Linked DNA regions of Mus musculus: all the other regions are linked to region 3. The links are chromatin contacts, called in public Hi-C and promoter capture Hi-C maps. All regions are on one chromosome and are shown on one strand. Each heading gives the region's core, a stretch centred on a gene start, on an enhancer-like site or on the middle of the called end of the contact. The rest is flanking DNA. Distances are from core to core; before and after follow the strand shown.

Region 1 (3,729 bases), core at 969-3,468, 120 kb before region 3:
AAAAAATAAATGAATGAGACTCTAAGAAAAAGATCTGCCATGACACTGAAAATGTCACATGTACAAATATGGAGCGTGTGGGAGCACTCCAGTGGTGCTCAAATCCTGGCCTACAGCCCCAAAGCCATTGCAGAGTGTGGGCAGTGCAGGGAAGATCAGGCAGTTTACAACCACTGCAGACTTCTCTTTTCGATCATAATGGAAATCAAGGCCTAAGAGAAAGGGGAGAAGCAGTGGAGATCACGATACAAGTTGTTTGAAATTAGAAAATGTCTTTGATATCAGCCACACCATACCATGTACACATATTTACGATATGAGCTTTTTTGCCTCTAAGAAACTAAAAAGAGGGATTATGAAACTATTCAAAATGTCAAGGACTCCTTTAAATGGCCTCATAGATCTCTCCGTGAAGTATCTGCTCAGCTAACCCAGAGAGCTGCCTAGAAGCCCTGCGTTCTTCCTACTCACAGATAGCACTTCTCATCAGCCGCCCAGGAACACTTACTCTCTCTGCCTAACACGTCTACTCCCAGCTATTCATTAAACTCAAGATTCACCTCAAATGTTAGCTTAGGATGAAAACCAAGGGTTCAATCAAACTAGGTTCAAATCCTGCTCCTGACACTGAATGAGCCTTTGAGATAGTTATGCCACCCCTCTATGCCCCCAGGTTCCTCCTTTGAAAAACAGAAATAATAACCATCCCAGCTTCTCTGGACAGATGTAGGGACTGAAGGAGATAATGTGTAGAACACATTAAACAAATGACAGGAGATCTGTGTCATGCTGATGTTACTTCATATTATTAATTTATAACTAACTCAGATTTCCCAAAGGTACTCATGAACTTAATAGCCCTGGTAGTGCATAACTTCACATTCAAATCCACAGAGAACATTTGATCTAGTTTGTCTAATGCTCAATTCCCAAGTAGAGTTGTCCAAGTCCTAATAAAATTCATGGTATGTTAATAATACTTGTAGACTGAAGACAGGCTGTTTTATACTCTAATAAAATTACCATAGCTAAAGTACCATCACAAAGTACAGTCTGACTCAACAATGGCATCAGACTTGGTTGAATTGATCTTTTTATCACTAAAATGAAAACAGAAACCTGTGGGTCAAAGATAGCAGAATTAATGTCACTTCAATATACATTGAAAAAAATCCAAAAATATTCCCCTTCTTCCTAAGGTCTTTCTGCTAGCCTAATTCAAATCATATCCCAACACCAGAGAGAAAAACTGAAATTCATAATTTTCTATTGGACAAGGGAAGCTATTCTTTGCTTTTAAAAATATTTAAACAGCAGTTTTGTGACTATCTCAAAATATCTCCCAATCCTGGGAGATGATCTGAATTCCTCCCTCTCTTTCATCCTTACATCCAAGTAGTCCAATTAGCTTTACCTCCAAAGGAGAGTTCTAATGAATGGCAGCTCATCATCTCCATGGCAACCTCTCTGATTCAAACTACCATCATTTGTCAGCAGAACCAACTATAATAGCCTCCTAACAGGCCTTTATAGCTTTCAAAATGGTACCTGGTGGGAGCCCAATAACATCTGTAGAATAGGTAAAAGGCTGGCATTATGAAAAAAAAAGCGAGACAAAATAGAATGCATAATATATAATTCCATTTATCTAAAACTGAAATCAATTCCACAGAATCTGTGCTTTCTAGAAAGAGGATCACAAATTTCTGAGGCATGAGACACAGAGGTTACAAGGTGACACAAGATGACTCCTATAGTCACTATTCTGATTGGGATTATTTCATGGACAATTATCAAACTGAACTAAAATGAATACTTCAAATATATGTGGCTTGTTGCATATAAATATCAATTATACCAAGGTAATCTGGGGAGTACTTGCTTGTTTATTTGCTTGTTTTGAGCCTGGGTCGCACCAGGGGAGACCTGGCTGGCCTGGAAGTCCCTATCTAGGCCAGGATGCCTCACGTTCATAGAGATCTGGCTACCTCTGTGTTTCAAGTGCTGGGAGGTATGAATGTCCAGCCACAATTGGGGTTTTTGAGTGGGGAAAAAAAACATATAATGATGAAAGTCAGCGTAAGCTGTAAGGCAGTAGAAGACTAAGCCGTTTTCAGGAAAACGCAAAATCTGAAGCAATTACTGAAGAGGTCTCTTCAAACACACGGACAACAGGCTTCTGGGCCTCCTACACATCACTGGGGACAAGAAGGAACAAGCACGGAGACAGCCAGGTCCACTGTGACCTGATAGTGAAGCTGACTGCAGAGCACAGAGGCTCAGCAGAGGATTTGTTTCTACTTTTATATGTTTGGAATTTTCTATAAACAAAAACACTTTTAAAGTCAAAGAACACAAGTGTTTAAACTAAAATAAATGAAAAGAAAGACTATGTCTTCTAGGACCCCAAATATTGGTCATCAAAGACTTCCTTCGAACTTTAAATGCAGAGGAATGCAGATTAAAGGGAGAGATTTTATTCTCTACAACCTTGAGAAGTGAACTCGGTTGAGTGCTAAGAATTGGGAGTTAAGTTGCCCTTGCCCTGGTTAACTGTGTGCTGGGTTCCCTGGCACACTTGACTTCTAGGCAAGCCTTCCAGCTGGCAGATGACATGGACTCCATAGGCAAGGTTCCAGCAGCCCAGGGCAACAAAAACATCATCCATGCCTGCATACTAACACAGCAATAGGGGCATCATGGGTGTGACTAAGACAGGTTCTGCTCACCGTTCCTACAAGTTTCTTCAGCCACTTCTGCCATCTTCTATTATTAGGCAAAGTACCACTACTGTAAGCCAGGATATTGCAGCATCCTGAGAGCGGGAGTGATGGGTGCTGATCATCAAATCTGCCGCTCCCCAACCCCCTTTAAAGAAAGGCACTCTGCTTTCAAACATCCCATAATGTAAAACATTGTTCTACATCACAATTACTGCCTTTTTATGCCATCTGATTCCCAAAGATGAACCTGAAAACAGGAAGTATTATTTTAAGGATAAGGAAATTGGAAGCCTGAGAGTAATGACATGTTTGCCTTGTCCTAGGCTCACAGCTATTGAGCAGAGAGGGCTGTGCAGTCATAGAGTCCACGCCATCAGAACACCATGGACCCTCAAACTGACCTTGCCTCTAAGCAATCAACCATCTTCGAGATGTCACAGAATCTCTTCCCAAGGTACAAAATAAGATGTCCCAATAATTCTTTTATGCTCAGTATTCACGTGAAAGGGAATTTTAAGAGTAAGTACATAAAAGCACTACTGAGAATAAAGCTTTTTGAATTAGGTGAAATGTTATTTATTCCCTAGGAAAGAATCAATGAAAAGTGTACCCTAGCTGGGCATGGTGGTAAATGCCTTTAATCTCAGCACTTGGGAGGCAGAGGCAAGAAAGAAAGAAAGAAAGAAAGAAAGAAAGAAAGAAAGAAAGAAAGGAAAGGAAAGGAAAGGAAAGGAAAGGAAAGGAAAGGAAAGAAAAGAAAAGAAAAGAAAAGAAAAGAAAAGAAAAGAAAAGAAGGAAAGAAAGAAGGAAAGGGGGAAAGGGGGAAGGGGGAAGGAGGAAAGGAGGAGAGAGAACAAGAGAGAAAGAAGTTTAATTATTGCATTAAAAGAGGAAGGGGAAGGTGATGGCAGAGGAAGGTCAAAGGTAGAGGGAAGTTCAAATTAGGAGCACAGCCTATGTGAGAAACACAAACCAAATGAACAGCTTCCCAGGTTCTCATTAGAGA
Region 2 (3,614 bases), core at 364-2,863, 120 kb after region 3:
TATTTAAAATATTAGGAGGTTAAATCAGTGTTCCTTTTCATGTATTTTATTCAACTTAGCTATTACTTTTGTTGCCTAAGAGTGTATTTTTCATAGCAGGGCAGTGGTGGCACATGCTTTTTAGTTTCAGCACTTGATAGGCAGACCCAGGACCTTTGTTGAGTTCAAGGCCAGCCTGGTCGGAAGTGAATTTCAGGACAGCCAAGGCTAGACAGAGAAATCCCATCTCAAAAAGCAAACAAACAAAAACATATTCTTATATCATGCTATAAATGGAAGAGCCAATCTTTAAACAAGTGTTGGCATTGTGTTTAACAAGTATTGTATTGTGCGTGATGTGTGTAAATGGCTGTGCATGCCGCTGTCAGCATGGTGATCAGAGGACAGCGTTTCTCTAGGCTCTAGGGCTCAAACTCAGATGCCATTCTTTTTCTTTTAAAAATTTTTTAGAGTTCTGTATTTTAATACATGTGTATGGATTTTTCGCCTGCATGAATGTCACTGCACAATGTGCTTGCCAGCTGCCCACAGACTTTACAGACAGTTGTGAGCTACCATGTGGGTGCTGGGAACCACACCCAGCCAGAGTTCTTAACCACTGAGGCATCTCTCCAACCTTCCCCAAGTGCCATACTTGGGTTACTATGATTGCTTTATGTATTGAACCATTTCACTAGCCCCAAAAGTCACTTATTTGTTTGTTTGCTTGTTTATTATTTATTTTGAGGTAGGGTCCCAGTTTGTAGCCCTAGCTGGCCTGGAACTCACATAGGTCTTCCTGCCTCTGCCTTTCAAGTCCTGGGATCAAAAGTGTGTACTAGCACACCTTGTCAAAAATCTGTTCTTGACAAAGTCAAGAACAATCTTATTCATTGAGTTTCAGTGACATGGGAAGCATAGTGCTAAGTAGATAGTAGACTCATCTTACATAATTTATAATTTTGTCATGTTTGAAGCGCTGTGAGCTAGGAATTATACATTCTCTTATAGAAAGACATTGAGACTCAGAGAGTTTAAGCAGTGTCATAAGTTAGAGTCCTGTAGCAGAGCTCGTATTGGTAAATGGCTAGGATATCATTGTCTCACGGTGACAGTCCTTCTCACTCTTCCGCTCTACATTGGGTGTCTGATGTCTCACTGGTGTTGACTGGGTTTTCATGGGACCCTTCACTGAGGACACCTCTGTGCTTCATTGTGCCTGCCTTGTCATTTTCCTGCTCAGCCCGAGGATGACTGGGAAACTTAACCTCACCCTGTGTAATTGCGGTCAGAATTCAGGATCCTTGACTTGTGCTCATTTGCTATTCCTGTCCCTTCCCAAAGGGAGAAGTGTAAGGTAGTGTCCACAGAGAACAGAACCTCTCAAGGCAGCCGGCCTTTGTTTGCTCTACAGCCAGATTCCTTGTTGTTAAGCTCTGCTGGCTTGGTAACCCCTTGAGAATCTGAGGCAGGCTACAGGTATCCGTCTGTAAAAGCCTGCAGGTATACACAGCTTTCTTCTAGATCTGTAACCTGTTATTTTAGTTTCCTTCAGAATTGCTCTAATGCAGGTAACCATAGATACTGTAACAAGCATGTCACGGCCAGAAGGCTGCATTTCCCAACACCTCTTCCTGTTCTCCAGCTTTTTTTTTTTTTTTTTTTTTTTTGCTTCCTCTTCTGTATGTTCCCTGAGCCCCACTGGTAGCAGTAGAATTAACTAGCAATATTCCATTTAGGTTGAACACTCAGTCTCTTATTCTCAGCACACTGATCAGGTCTGCCTCCCTCCGTTGACTTCTGTCCGCCACAAAAACGAACCTTCTCTGATTCAAAAGTCGAGTGCAGCCTTCATCTGCTGTGGTTCTATGGGTATAAGCGTGACTATTTACAAAGGCATGCTGATAGTGTGACCATTCCGCAGCATAAGAAAAGTAGACTCTGCTTCCAGGCCTATGACGTCCTTGGTCATGCATGTGCTTTTGACAAGGTTTACAGTGTAAGGCATAAAATTCCTTTTAGCAGAGTGGGCCTGAAATCCAATCAGAAAGAGGTTAGTTGCCTTATAACAACTGTGCCACTATTACCCAAATGGGCACATCATGCCTGGCAGGTCAGTAATGTTACATAAAGGGTTCAGCACTGGGTAAGACCATGGATGCCTGTTCTCCCTCATCTGCCTGCACAGCCCCTTCTGCCACCTTAAAAGTGGCAATCAGGGTGAATGTGTCTTGGGAGGTTTGGGATGGACATCCCTGTGTCCTACAGTCAGATCATGTGGTATCTTCAGCGGCAGGGTCCTTGCCATGTGGTTATGCTGGGTAAGCAAGGGCAATCCAATAGCCCATGCTACTCCATGCTACTTTAGGGAGCACTAGGAGTTTTCTTTACCAACAACTCATAGGGAGGTATCCCATGTCTTGTACTGCAGTGCTCATTTAATAACCCAAGGCTTCCGGAAGCAGCATTGTCCTCTCATGCAGAATGATTCTGTTCAAACTAACTTTTTTTTTAAGTTGGATTTTAAAATGAGCTTACTAAGTGGCGGGTTTCTGTTAGGCTTTTTCATAGATCCTGAGCTTTGGTTGTCCCTCTGGCTACCCCTTCATCTCTGCCATCCCCACTCAGTCTTTAATCTTCAGTCTCCTCCTCTCACTTCACGGTGTCCTGCTAGCCCGGCTCTTACTCTTTTTGTCTTTCAGTTGGTGTACATCAAGTGTGACTTTCGTGTGGCTAGCCCTCCCCTTCCCCCATCTTCTGAGTCTGCCCCCCACCCCTGTTCCCACCCCTGCTTAAGCCTTTCCTCCCCTGCTGCCTTCCACCTCCCTACTTCCAATTCTCCCATCATCCACCTCCTCCCTTAGCATCCTCTTCCCCCTACAGAAGGCCCCTTTCTAGTTGCCTGCCTTCCATCCCTGCTCCAAGTTAAACACATGAAACAAAAGATTTGAAGGCAGGATCTGTCTACGGGAGAGAGCAAGGGTGACCGTCTTTCAGGGTCTGGGGTACCTCACTCAGTATAATTTCTTAGAGTTCATCCTTTTACCTGCAGCTTTCATCTTGCCTTACAAGTGGGTAATAGTCCATTATTATTAGTATATTATGTATATATACCACTGTTTTCATATCTGTTCTGTTGATGGATGTTCATACTGAACCCTGGTTCCTAGCTGCTGGGAATAGAGCAGCCATGAGCCTGGATGAGCAGATGGCTCGCTAGTGCAGTGGTTCTCAACCTTCCTAATGCTGCTACCCTTTAGTACAGGTCCTCATGTTGTTCTATATTAGCTATATATCCTTTTTTATTATTGACTTGTGTGTTTTCTAGATCCAAATATTATCTGATCCATGATTTGCAAATGTTTTCTTGCATGTTATCTTTCTGTTCTTCGATGGTATCCTGAACAGGTTAAATTTATTTTTTAGTCTGATTCAGCTTTTAGCTTCTTGACTTTAAAAACAAAAAACAAACAAACAAAAACAAAACAAAAAACATGGCCACAAAATTTTATACTGATATATTCTTTTAAGATTTTATTCATTTTCATTGTTTACATTTGGATTCTTGGCTCGTTTGGGAATATTTTAAAACATATTTTGAGGTCCCATATATTGTATTTTCAAAGCTTCTGTTC
Region 3 (3,695 bases), core at 921-3,420:
AGAAACCCAGTCTGGAGAAACAAAAATACCCCCACCCCCAAACAAACAAAACCAACCCAAAAAAGAGCCTTAGGGTTTTCTGGAGAGACTGACCCACTACATTTATCACACTGATAGATCATCCAGTTGGTACAAAGCATTGTCCTGATGAATGACTTCTTTCTAATCTTGCTGTGCAATCCACTTCCTTGCGGCAGGTCTTTATGTTCCCATTATGCAGATGAGAAGATGGAGGCTCCAAGAAGTTGAGTAACTGTCTCATAGACAGTCACTTGCCCATCCTAGGCTGGTTATCATTTACTCCACAAACATTTATTGGTTTCCTTCTACATGCAGCTACAGGCCATTTATTCTCCAGGGACAAGAGTTACCAGAATTCTCTGGGAAGGCATCTGTTCCCACACCACAGCAGTTATATATGCAAGGGGAAGAGAGCCGGCAGAGTACTTTCCTATGGGACGGGGGCAGAGTAGATGATGCTCTACATATGTGCCTTCTCTCTGGCTCTGCAGCACCTCCCCAGATCAGGACACATCTGTTTCATACCTAATGCTATTTGGGTTAACAGATGTTAGGAACTGGTCCAGTGTCATGTCACGCCTGAATGCCAGAGTCCTGAGGGCTGACCCTGTCCTTTCCCACCATTTGCCCTATAGATTGTCTTAAACCCCTGGCCTGAGGGTTCTGTAAGGGCATGGCCTTTGTCACTGGCATAGCTTCTAATTGAGACTAGACAAAATGTTACTTCTCTGTTCTTGAATTCTACCTAGCTTTTATTCAGACTTATTTCAATGAAAAGCTAAGAAGGAAGGAAAAAAGAAGGAAGGGAGGGAGGGAGGGAGGGAGGCAGGCAGGCAGGCAGGCAGGCAGGCAGGCAGGCAGGCAGGCAGGCAGGCTGGCTGGCTGGCTGCCTTGGACCCTTTGTTACAATGAATCTTCAGCTGTTCCCAACACTAGCTCAGGAATATGCATAATGTCCACATGATTGGGACATGTTTGTGGAGCCATTAAGGGTCTAGCCCAAGGCAGTGTAACCAGTGTCTGAGCATTTCAAGTTGGGTGTGAGCTGAAAGTCTCTGGTTCCTCAGCCTGGGCTCCGAGACACGACAGCCTGCGAGTCTAGCTCTTGCAATGAGCATGGGAGAAGCGTTACTTTCCTCTGTGAGTTGGACTGAGGCCCAGTGCATAGCTATGGATTTGAGGGCTAAGCCTCTGGCCTTTTTCCTTTTGCCAGACCTTTGTTCTCCTTTTCTAGAGTGCTTGCAGAATGTCAGTCCCTCTCTGAGGGGTCTTGGAGATTTAATAAGCTGTCTTAATGGGGGAAGGACTGAAGTGTTTTATATTTGGTCCATCCACTTTGTAATTAGCCTTGAAACTTCCTGGCAACGTTGGTAGGTGTCTCCACCAGGAGTGGCCTATTTCAGGGTCAGTGATACAAATAGTCAAAACCTACTTACTGGATCATAGACTTGCTTGTGGTTTAGGCCTAGGTAGGACACTGAGAAAAGGATGTCATGTGAGGCCAGAGCTGGAGGCTGGTTGGCTACTGCAAACGGCTTCATTATCTTGGAGAAACCACCGTGTCTTTATGTGTCTGTTTCCCCATTCGTTAAGTGCAGGTTTAGTGAAATATCTCCCCATATCCATTCCAGCTCTAGACACTGCAGCCGGCCGGGACTGGAAATGGGCAGGTTCATATTTCACAAGAAAGCATTGGTATTCAGGAGCCTGGAGCTGCCTAGAAGTAGATCTCCTTTTCCCTGGGATTACAAGTTGTCTCTGTCTAGATAAAAAGGAAACAGACAGACTTTCACCCTGAGGCCAGAAGGAGACACAGCCAGGATCTTGGGTCACAAAGGTCTTTCAGGGTGACTCTAACAAGCCTGCTGGCTTAGCTTTCTTTCAAACCCTGTTCCTTTGCTGCACATTGTTTTAATTGTTGCTAAGCAACATTCTCTCCTACCCCCCCCCCCCCTTCTTTTTGGCAAGGCATCCAAGGAATGAACCCATATCTTATTTAGTTTTAAATACCCACATGCAAAGGGGAGGGCCTAACTTAAATTTTGTTTGTTCTTCTGATTTTAATCCATGACAGGAATGCAGAGCTTACTCTTTGCCTGTCTTGTTAGGTAAGGGAAAAAAAAACCCATCAGTCTGTTGAAGGTACGCGTCAGAATCATGCCGTGGGGCATATTGAAGATATTGCCTATGTGTGAAGCTGCCTTGCAGGAGAGGCTCTTGCAACGTGTTCTTTATTCACAAAGTCAATTCAAATTTAATGAAAAGATTAGTAGGTTTTTATAATCTTCATTTCAGATTTGCTGGCTTATCTCAATCTTGCACCAACAGACTCCATTGAAAGGGAACAAAGCTGTAATTTAAATCAATTCCCTGGGCAACCTAGAATGCTTCCAGGGTGTTACACAATCAGTGGGGCTGGTTCCTGTAGCTTGATTATTGCAGGAGTCCCACACACTTCTTCCAGTAGCTCCCCGTGTGTTTCTGCCCACTTTCTTGACGATATGAGATGTGTGCCTGTGGCCTCTCGTATAATGAATGGACACAAGTACTCTCCTGCTCTGAGTCCATTTATTTTTGAATATTTGAGTCACCCTTGGCAAATAGAACTCAAGTGTCTGTTTCACATTCACTTACCCTAATAGTTAATTTACTTGTTAATGGGATTAATTTTCAGCTGTTTTATCCTGAAAATGTTCCCAGCAAAATAAATATGATTACCGTGTCCTCTAATTCAATCCCGCTGATGTGATGTGGCTTCTTCCATTCTAGAACAAATGGATTTTGAAATCCCAGCCAGAAGTAATTGGGTCAATTGTCATATCATTGTATGGTCCTTCTGACAGCAGAATGTAGTGCTTGATTAAGGACTTTTCTTTTGGCAAAGGGTTTTTATAGTCCTGTCTTAAGGGCATCAATGAAGATGAACATGCGGTGAATCACTTGAGCCTATGATAACTTTGTCTCTTCCTCGTTTGCCAAGTGAGAAAATCGGACTGGGATAACTAGGGTGCTGGAGACAGAGAATGATGCTGTGTCAGAATTGGGATTGGATTGTACCCAAAGCTTCCCTTTGTTCTTTGGGGTCATGGATTAAAGCAAAATAAAGTTTTGTCCCGTTTTCCTGTGTTAATAACCTGCCTTCTGTAAACACAAATAGGTGGTTGTGAATACTTTGTTCAGTCTTTACTTAAATTAGTTAAATCAATTTATTGAATCTTATAGTTTCCTTTATATACATCTGTTTATTTAGTCTTAGAACAATTCTAGAAGGAAGTTGCTCTTCTATGGATGGAGACGCTGATATACAAGAGGTACAGTGCTTGGTTTAAGGTCATACAGCTAGCAATGATAGAACCAGAATGGAAATCCAAGCAGTCTGGCCCCAACACAACTACTTTGCCCATTTTTGTGTCCTTCCCAAATATGTCAATCAGAGCTGCGTTCATAGACTAGAGATATATGCTAACTATAACCCTGACCTTCTAGTGTGGTGTTTATTACAGCTGCCTTCTACTTTTGTCTTTTCACCTAGACATGGGACATGTAGAAGTACCACAGATTGCCCTGCCTGTCTGGCCCCCACGCCTGTAGTGTTGATCCTTAGCAAAAGCCAGTTGTAGAAGAGTCAGTGTTTTTCCTGGTATGATATTTTGTGGTTCCCAGCCCAACTGTGT

The links. A called contact is a pair of places that touch in the nucleus more often than the background predicts. Capture Hi-C pulls out chosen DNA fragments and counts their contacts.
Region 1: a promoter capture Hi-C map of adipose tissue shows a contact between it and region 3. The contact joins two enhancer-like sites. A contact is called at or near these places in 1 of 484 Hi-C or Micro-C datasets (erythroblasts) and 2 of 9 other capture datasets (adipose tissue and liver).
Region 2: a Hi-C map of the C10 cell line shows a contact between it and region 3, with 2.0 times the contacts expected there. The contact joins two enhancer-like sites. A contact is called at or near these places in 4 of 484 Hi-C or Micro-C datasets (the C10 cell line, the G1E-ER4 cell line, bone marrow-derived macrophages and 1 more), 1 of 115 datasets of contacts at active chromatin or transcription factors (embryonic stem cells) and 3 of 9 other capture datasets (adipose tissue, embryonic stem cells and liver).

Annotation. Positions count from the first base shown.
Region 1 is chr6:108,124,218-108,127,946 of GRCm38.p6, forward strand. The region is part of intron 7 of Sumf1 (sulfatase modifying factor 1); the gene reads right to left. Among named protein-coding and RNA genes, the nearest start is that of Sumf1, 60 kb to the right of the region's middle. Within about 2 kb of position 2,219, at least 7 of the 459 cell types and tissues checked have an H3K27ac peak or open chromatin away from gene starts, as enhancers often do. A contact at or near this core is called in adipose tissue, where this site is marked.
Region 2 is chr6:108,370,093-108,373,706 of GRCm38.p6, forward strand. The region is part of intron 13 of Itpr1 (inositol 1,4,5-trisphosphate receptor 1); the gene reads left to right. Among named protein-coding and RNA genes, the nearest start is that of Gm35165, 100 kb to the right of the region's middle. Within about 2 kb of position 1,614, at least 8 of the 459 cell types and tissues checked have an H3K27ac peak or open chromatin away from gene starts, as enhancers often do.
Region 3 is chr6:108,247,636-108,251,330 of GRCm38.p6, forward strand. All of the region lies in intron 4 of Itpr1 (inositol 1,4,5-trisphosphate receptor 1), which reads left to right. Among named protein-coding and RNA genes, the nearest start is that of Itpr1, 36 kb to the left of the region's middle. Within about 2 kb of position 2,171, at least 103 of the 459 cell types and tissues checked have an H3K27ac peak or open chromatin away from gene starts, as enhancers often do. A contact at or near this core is called in adipose tissue, where this site is marked.